2 separate regions of the Hordeum vulgare genome follow, and region 2 is linked to region 1. Evidence: chromatin contacts called from public Hi-C data. All regions are on one chromosome and are shown on one strand. The core of a region is the stretch at or near the end of the contact, and the rest is flanking DNA. Distances in the headings are between cores, read along the strand shown.

Region 1 (4,403 bases), core at 1,249-3,748:
TGTCGAGGCAAGCAGTAAAGTCTTCATGTACGTGTCCCTAAAGACCAGTGTCTGTAAGGTGCAGACGTCGTTTTTGAACCTTTGAATAGATTGAAGCATCTGACACAAAATCTCATCGATGTGCACGCACAAAAAGAATCCCTAACCTCTCTTTTTTAAAAAAAAAGAGAATCCTTAACCTTGCCACCCCTAAAAGACGACATAAATCTACATATCTTTGTTGACTATGTTCAGATAGATTATCTTAAGAAGGATCAGATCCGTGAAGAGAAACTCAAAGGGAAAGTGGCGTGACTCTTTTACCTCTTTACACATAATGGCCGTCTAACGCTAGTTTCCTCATGTTTGTCGTTGTCTTCTTTCCCGTCGTCGGTTGTCGTGACTCTTTTAGCCACCAAGTTTATCATGCCCATGTCCATATTGATTGGAACGACCTTTTAATTTTTTTATGTCAACCTTAATATTTGTTATTGTATCTACTGATATTGTACTTTCTTGTGTCGTCAGTTCTTCCTCGATTATGCTGCCTTTGCGTCCTCAGCGACAGACAAAAAATAGTCCAAACATCCTAGGGCAACCGAATTGCAAAATGGTTGAGCTACTATTTGACAAACGCGGCAAAAGGTGGCACTAGTGTGTGTATACTCATAGAAATACACGCGTTGGTGATGATCTGCTCACAGTCAAAGATTAGATCTTTGTTGTCAAGAAATTAATTGTCACAGTTATGATATAGCAGGTAGATGTATCAAGATCTTCTGATTATTTGATTTGATTGATGTATGTTTTGAGATATTGTTTTTTCTTGCACAATGTTTAACTTTCTTGTGCAATAGAAAAAACACATTTATAGCAATGTATGATATATAAATTGATGCTCCCACTGTTCACTACTATAAACAAAATACCAACTGAAAATGGGTGAACAAACAGATTAAAACGTATTTACAAAAAATAGGACATTTTATGAACAATCAATCAAGGAAGAACTCCCTCCATCCGGAAATATTTGTGATAGGAATGAACGTATCTAGATGTATTTTAATTATAGATATATCCATTTTATCCATTTTGCAACAAGTAATTCTGGACGAAGGGATTATGTAACAACTTATGAATATTTGACGGTTGGCATATAAAGAATGGGATCCCCATAAAAATCCAGAAAAGAACTTGGGTCGTGGAACCAAACCATCTCTTTTTTTGGGTGTGGACAAAAACATAAGAACAATGTGAAACTACCGTAATCATGGGAGAACACAACTTAGTGAGAATTATATTAGTACTCCCTCTCTCTTGAATTATAAGATGTTTTAAATATTTCAATACGGATTAGATAGAAATAAAAGAGAGTGTATAAACACAGTAAAACAAATCTAATTACATTTGACTCAGATTAAAGGTAAAAATTAAAGATAAAACATCTTATAATACTAGTGAAATGAGAGGGTATTAAAGAGCACAGACTTGAATAGCTATCGAATTCTGGAAATATAGGGAAATTTTTGAAAAGTTAAAAATCCTGACGGCTCGAGTGTGGTCCGGCGCATGGTGGAAGGGGTCCACATATGCGCGCCCCTGCGCTGTCGCCGCCGCTGTGTCGGTCCGTGCCCCATCGGTCCGCCCGGATCGCCAGTTTCCGCCACCGTCGATCGTCCGCATTGCCGGATCCAGCCTTCGTCCATCGTCCTCATCGCATGCCGCCATGACCGGGCGCGCGTATACAAGTGTTACAAACGTCACCCAGAATTGCTGCAATGGCTATTTAAAAAAGCTTCAAAACCCATAATGAAAAAGCTTTAATCAGGCATATGTTAAGTTGCAAGCGGTCATTTGCCATGACGGAATGTTGCAACCGTTGACATAAAATGCTACAAACTTTGATTAAAAAAGCTGCAATTATACATATAAAAAGCTACAACCGTTGATGAAAAAAGCTGCAACCAGACATATAAAAGCTGCAAGCGGTCATTGCTATGGTGAAATGCTACAACCGCTGACATAAAATATTACAACCGTTGATGCAAAAAAGCTTCAACGAAGGACTGACAAGGCGCTCGCGTTTGTTGGCTCTGCAAGGACGACGACCGGCGACGAGGACGTCCGACGAGAGGGGGCGATGGGAGAAGGACCCCTCGATTGCGAGGGGACGGGGAGGAAAGGGAGGGGCTGGGGGAGCGCCGCTGCACGCTGAACGAGGATGGCTGACGAGATGCTCACGTTCGTGGTTCGAGGTTAAGACGAGATCTGACGTTTAAGGGCGCCCGATCCGACGACTGCTCTGTGACCGGCGTGAGCTCTCGCGTCGGCGCGCGAGCGTCGAGTACTGCCCATCTGTGTAGGTACCACTCATACACCGCCACGCGCTTCTTGTGGTCCCGGGGGACGTAGAAAACCGAAACATGCTCATGGACCACGTCCATGATATTTTCCCACGATTTTTTTGGCAAAATATATTTTCCCACGATGGCATGCCATCTTCTCTACAAAAGCACCGGCAATCCCTCCGAAAGGGAGACCACAGCCGCTCCTTTCTCATCGGTTTCCCCCGTCGCGAGATCGCCCGTTTTCTCTCAACGCTTCCGACCGGAGAGGAAGAGGAATACAAATCCCATCGAATTCGCCTGGTCGCGGTTTCATCATCTTCTGTCCCTGTGTGTGTGTGTGTGTGCTGGTGGTGGTGGTCTTGATCCGTTGTTAATTTCGATTCAATCGCCCGGACGCCATGGGATTGGGGAGCGACGCGAGCTCGTCGTCGTCGCGGCTGGACTCGGCGCCGCTGCTGCCGCACCACAGCGCCGAAGGGGGCCACCTGTCGTCGCAGCCCAAGACGTTCGCGAACGTCTTCATCGCGGTGGTCGGCGCCGGCGTGCTCGGCCTGCCCTACACGTTCTCGCGCACCGGCTGGGCGGCGGGCTCCATCCTGCTCCTCTCCGTCGCGCTGCTCACCTTCTACTGCATGATGCTGCTCGTCGCCTGCCGCCGCCGCCTCGCCGACGAGCACCCCAAGAAGCTGTCCTCGTTCGGGGATCTGGGGGACGCCGTCTTCGGCGCGCCCGGCCGCCTCGCCGTGGACACCATGCTTGTGCTCAGCCAGGCCAGCTTCTGCGTCGGATACCTGATCTTTATCTCCAACACCATGGCGCACCTCTACCCCATCTTCGCCCCCTCCTCCAACGTCTTCCTCTCCCCTAAGGCGCTCTTCATCTACGCCATGCTGCCGTTCCAGCTCGGGCTCAACTCCATCAAGACGCTCACGCTCCTCGCGCCGCTCAGCATCTTCGCCGACGTCGTCGACCTCGGCGCCATGGGGGTCGTTGTTGGACAGGACGTGTCGACCTGGCTCGCCGCACATCCACCCGTCGTCGCGTTCGGCGCCCCCGCCGCGCTCCTCTACGGCGTGGGCGTGTCCGTGTACGCCTTCGAGGGCGTCTGTATGGTCCTGCCGCTGGAGGCGGAGGCCGCGGACAAGAAGAAGTTCGGCGCCACGCTCGGGCTGTCCATGGCGTTCATCGCCGCCATGTACGGGCTGTTCGGTGTCATGGGGTACGTCGCGTTCGGCGACGCCACGCGCGACATCATCACCACCAACCTCGGCAGCGGGTGGCTGTCGGCCGCCGTGCAGCTGGGGCTGTGCATCAACCTCTTCTTCACCATGCCGGTGATGATGAACCCAGTGTACGAGGTCGCCGAGCGCCTGTTTCACGGCAAGCGCTACTGTTGGTGGCTGCGGTGTGTGCTCGTGGTCACCGTGGGGCTCGCGGCCATGCTCGTGCCCAATTTCACCGACTTCCTCGCCCTCGTGGGGAGCAGCGTCTGCGTGCTGCTCGGGTTCGTGCTGCCGGCCACCTTCCACATGAAGGTGTTCGGAGCCGAGATGGGCTGGGCCGGGGTTCTCAGCGACGTCCTCCTGGTCGTGCTCGGCCTCGTGCTCTCCGTCTTCGGCACCTACTCGTCGCTGGTGCAAATCTTCCACTCTTCCAGCGCTTAATTTCCGGTATTCGCCGAGGGTTAAATTGCTGGGTGCATTGGCTCTCTCATCCACGCCGGTTAAGCTCCCGCGTAGTAGTTTTCCACACTACGAGAAGGGGATCAGCGGATCAGAGAGGAATTGCTTGGCTCAGCTATTTGTTGATCTGGGAAATGGATTGTTGGGAATTCTGTTCAGATTGTTAGTACGAGATACTACTAGTTGATTGGAGGCATGGAGAAATCTGTATGGTTTTGCTACGACAGTTTCCATCATGTCTGCCCATAGCATTCTTCTACTCTGTTCATGTCCTAGATGTTCCAGCTGCAGTGCGTGATGGAATTGATGAAAGGACACGAATTTCAGTATTTTGTTACTTGTCCCGTAGTGTCAGCGTGCAATATTGTGTCTTGTGTATGTGCTTAATTGGGCT
Region 2 (4,403 bases), core at 1,247-3,746, 300 kb after region 1:
TAATTTATTATTGCCTCTAGGGCATATTTCCAACACAAGTATGCCGGTTGCTACTCACAAGTGACCAAATGGTCCCAAAGTGGGATGTGAGTGGCAACTCATGTAAGCTCGATTATCTCATCTATTTTTCATTTCAATATGTTGATGTGTTTTTCATTCTTGTGCTCATACGTATTTTGTTTGCTAGGCGGTGGTGGTGGCCACTTTTGTATCCAGAGATCGAGAAGAGGCCATTTGCTTTTAGCCATTGTTGTCTCTTATTGGATGGTGGATGGCAAGCCAAAGTGGCAACAAGTTGTGTCCGACCTCAAGGCCGGAAAGAAGAGGAATGATGGCTTAAGTTCCCACCAATCCATTGGGTTGGATGATGATGACAATGATGTTATCGTCACCAATGGAAAAGCTATCATGCAAAAGGATAACCGGCTACTCATGGGAAGTAAGTGGGAGAAGGCAAGGATCTCCCGTGGCGCAGCGACTACAAAAATGTCGTTCACATGGGCAAACATTTTTTCGGTAAGGGGGAGTAAGAAAGATGAGAGGTACAAGGCTATGTTGGATGCACAAAGGAAGAGGATGAAGTGGGATCGAACGAGGCCAAAGAGGTGGCTTGAAATTGAGAGGAAGACAATCGAGTTGGAGAAGCAAGAGGCGGCGATCAAATGAGAACTCCAGAAGGCCAAGACATTTGAAGACATTGAGCTCGAGAAGGAGAGGTTGCAACTCTCACACGACGTGAAGGATGCAAAAAATCATGCTCATGGATTAATTCACTTTGGATGAACATGCCAAAATGTCTCGTGGACACAAAGAGGGAGATCAACGACCATAGAGCGTTGGGGCGGCCAGGGCGGCTACGACTGCGACAACAAAGCACGCAACCACGATCCAGATGGTGGAGGTAGCCTAGATGCAGGCGGCGATCGTTGCCATGATGCAGACGGAGGAGGCAGCCCAGATGCATGCGGAGATGGATGCCCAAGAGGAGCACGACGCATGGACGAACTCATCCGGCCAGTGATCCAACAGCATCCGGGCATTGATTTCATTTTGGCATGTTAGTTTGGTGGAACTATGATATCGTTTGCTTTTGTTTAAAACTGTTGAATACAGACAATTTATATCGGATGATCGACGTGCATGGCTTTGTATGGATTTAAGAGTCCGAATATGAGGTATGTGGATGCACGAAGCGAAATATGAAGGGTCGTCCGTATGCGTCCGCAAGCGTGTCTGAACGCGTCCGAGGCCGGATTTGCTCAGTCTGGCTGTAGATGCTCTAAGAGCATCTCTAGCAGACCCCTTAAAAGGGTCGAACCCGGATAATTCGGGCAAGTATACGGGTTCGGCCCGTTTTGCTAGCCAGAATAGACCCCGTATCGCGCATCCGGCCCATAATTTTTTTTTACCGTGGCCCGGAAAAAGACCCCCCAACCGGGGCATATTCCATTTCACCGCTTGGATACGGGTCAAACCCTATCCTCCACCGCCGCAGCTTCGCCACGATTCATCTCCCACTCCGCCCTCGCCGCCGGGGAGCCAAACAAACCCATAGCCATCCCGACCAAGGACGGCCACAGAAATGGAGGGGATGATGTCGAGCGGCGCCGCCGCCACCGCACGCAAGCGGGGATCACAGAAGTGGATGAAGTACGGCCGCCGGACGCCGCCGGCTTACGAATGCCGCGAGCTCGAGGAGTACGAGCGGGAGCTCGCGGCCCAACGGTGCGCTCCTCCGGCTCGTGTGTCGTTGGGAATTCGTCTGCGTGCGCCTCGTCCTTGCGGACCATCACTAAAGTCAAGAGAAGGCCAGAGGAGCTCGGGCCGTTCGTCGTCAAGCTCGAGGATGGCGTTGTTCCACCACGCGGAGGGGTCATCAGCCGCGAGAACTACCTCCCCCCGGGACAGGAGGATCACCTCATGCACGCCATCATGGAATGCTCGGTGAGGGAGGCGGAGGAGGTCTCCGCGTGCAACCGCCGCGGGTTTGAGATCGAGTAGATCTTCCTCGAGTAAGGCGTCACAACATCGCACACGAGCGCGTCCAAGGAGGCGGACCTGCGCGTCATGAAGGTCGAGTAGGTCAAGGTCTGGATTGACTTCGACTCCGACTTCGACGCCGACTGTGCTCCTCCGGCTCCTCCACCATGTCGTCACCGCCGCATCCGTCATTTTTGATAGCCTAGGCTCGGACACGCTGCACGACTCGCAGTCCCCCTACCTAATAGTATGAAGACAATGTAGTTTGCTCATGACGAATAATGTAGTTTGATGAAGAACCATGATGTGATTTCATGCATGTCTTTACAAGTTTCACCCACAAATGTTTTTTTTCTTTAAATTTTACAGTTTCATATACGGGATCTGATTTTTTAACATATATATTCGCCTAAAATTGATAGGCAACAAATTGTAAATACATTTTGCGGATTATTATTTACGGAATGGCTAGACACGCTCTAATGGACTGTGTTGGAGTTGCCCTAAAGAGCGGCACCGACCAAACCGCACAAGCCCAATGATCAAAACAATGCACGGCAACGATCCCCACCGCCATAGAGAATCACCCATAAATCCGAGCAAAGAGGCATTTTTCCATCGCAACCGAGTCCACACAACCTAGAAACGCCCAATTTCAATTCCAGATCACGGTCTCCATGGCCCTCCGCGGGTGGTCGAACTTCGCACCGGATCTCCTCGTAACCGTCTCCGGCGACCTCACGGAGCTAGCGGACATCGCCCGCTTCCGCTCCGTATGCACCACCTGGCGTGACGCGGGAGTGGATGCAGCGGCCGCGCCTCCATCGCAGCCCCCGTGGCTCGTTCTCCCGTCCTCCCCGTCGCCGCTCTTCTTCAACCCCTCGGAGGACCGCCTCTACTGCAACATCCATCTGCCCGTCCCCACCGCGGACGCCGACCGCCGCCGCCGCCGCCGCCGCCTCTCTGCGTCTCCGCACGGCTGGATCCTCGCCATCGACCCCACAGATCTCGCCGCGTCCCTCCTCCACCCCTTCACCGGCTCCGTTCGCCCCCTCCCGCCGCTCCCCGCCTTCTTCGCGGAGACGGATGACCTGGCCTGGGACCTATCCCCGCACAGCGTCATGGCGTCCTGCGGCGAGGTCGTCCTGGTCTGCGCCCTAGACCCTCTCGCCGACTCCTGGGCCCCAGTCCCCGCCATGCCCGACTGCAACGTGAGCAGCATCAACTACGCCGGCGGCGATTTCTTCGTCTTCGAGGAGGACGCGTGCCGCACCACCATCGTCGACTCCATCACCCTCGCGGTCACTGCCGTCATCCCGCCGCCCCAACTCGACCTCCCCACTGAGGCGCGCGTCGTGGTGGCTGGTGAGGAGCTCTTCCTTCTAGCCAAGTCCAAGTGGTTGTACGTCTTTGGTGATGGTGCCGACGTGGACTTCTCCAAGGCATTCTCCGTGAACCACCGGAGCACCTACCCAGTCTGGCAGGACCTCACCAGCATCGGCGAGCGGGCGCTGTTTGTTGATCCTCTCCACGGATTCGCTGTGGGGGCATCAGGGTTCACGAATCTTGAAAGCAACACAGTCTACTCGGTGACCACCAAGGAGGCGAGCCGCTCCAGCAGTGTGAAATACAGTGTATCGGCTTTCAATCTGCAGAGCCGGACCACTAAGAAGCTTGAATGCCGGCTGAACGAGCTTGACATGGCTCAGCGTATCGGGGCGGCGGCATCTTGGATCATACCAAGTGTGAATGAAGGCTGAATGAAGTCAGGGAACAAGAAGGTCCTCTGTTCTTGTCTGATGGTGACGAATGATATCTGGCTCGCGGGTCAAATTCTTGGTACCTTTGCACATGCCTAAGTTCTGAAGTGAAGTTAAAATCAACAAGCCTCTTTTATACGCATGTTCTTCTTCTGTACCTACAATCATTATACTGTCGTTTAGACGCTCCTAGATTCTGATCAGCCTGAAGCTTACTTCTGTGAGATGTATTTGCTGCTAGTCTTCTACTCCAAGTTTTAGTGTCCACTTTTAATGCTCAAGCAGTCGAGCTGAATATAGGTTGTCGTGATAAAGTACTCCATGAGCTTCTTGAGTTTCAGTAATCGACTCAGAGTCCCTTTTTATATGCGATTAATTGAATCAGACTCTCAGAAGCTGGACAATTGGAACAATTTCTTTGTATTTTCATAAAATACGATGGGAATGAAACTTTATATGCATTTGTTGCCACTAGAATTTGTTATGCCTGCTAGCGACCCAAACGAACATCGTTTTTGTTCGTTTGGCGGACTTTCTGTCCGTGTTTTGTCTGTTTGGGTAGGTTTGTCCGTGTCCATTTTTTAAATTGATCAGCACATGTATCCAATCGGAAAGCAAGTGGTCGGCACATGTGACTAGTAGTAGTCAAACTAGAAGTTTGTA

Evidence for each region. Hi-C and Micro-C count contacts between places; a contact is called where the count stands out from the background.
Region 2: a contact with region 1 is called in a Hi-C map of seedling, with 2.2 times the contacts expected there. The contact joins the promoter of LOC123403482 here to the promoter of LOC123402846 in region 1. A contact is called at or near these places in 1 of 6 Hi-C or Micro-C datasets (seedling) and 1 of 1 datasets of contacts at active chromatin or transcription factors (embryo).

What each region holds. Positions count from the first base shown.
Region 1 is chr6H:429,777,342-429,781,744 of MorexV3_pseudomolecules_assembly, forward strand. LOC123402846 (amino acid transporter AVT3B-like) reads left to right here and starts at 2,499. Exons shown (of 1, transcript XM_045096803.1): 1 at 2,499-4,403. The coding sequence starts at 2,726. The coding sequence ends at 3,991.
Region 2 is chr6H:430,072,488-430,076,890 of MorexV3_pseudomolecules_assembly, forward strand. It overlaps LOC123403482, which reads left to right and starts at 2,497. Exons shown (of 1, transcript XM_045097417.1): 1 at 2,497-4,211. The coding sequence starts at 2,658. The coding sequence ends at 3,740.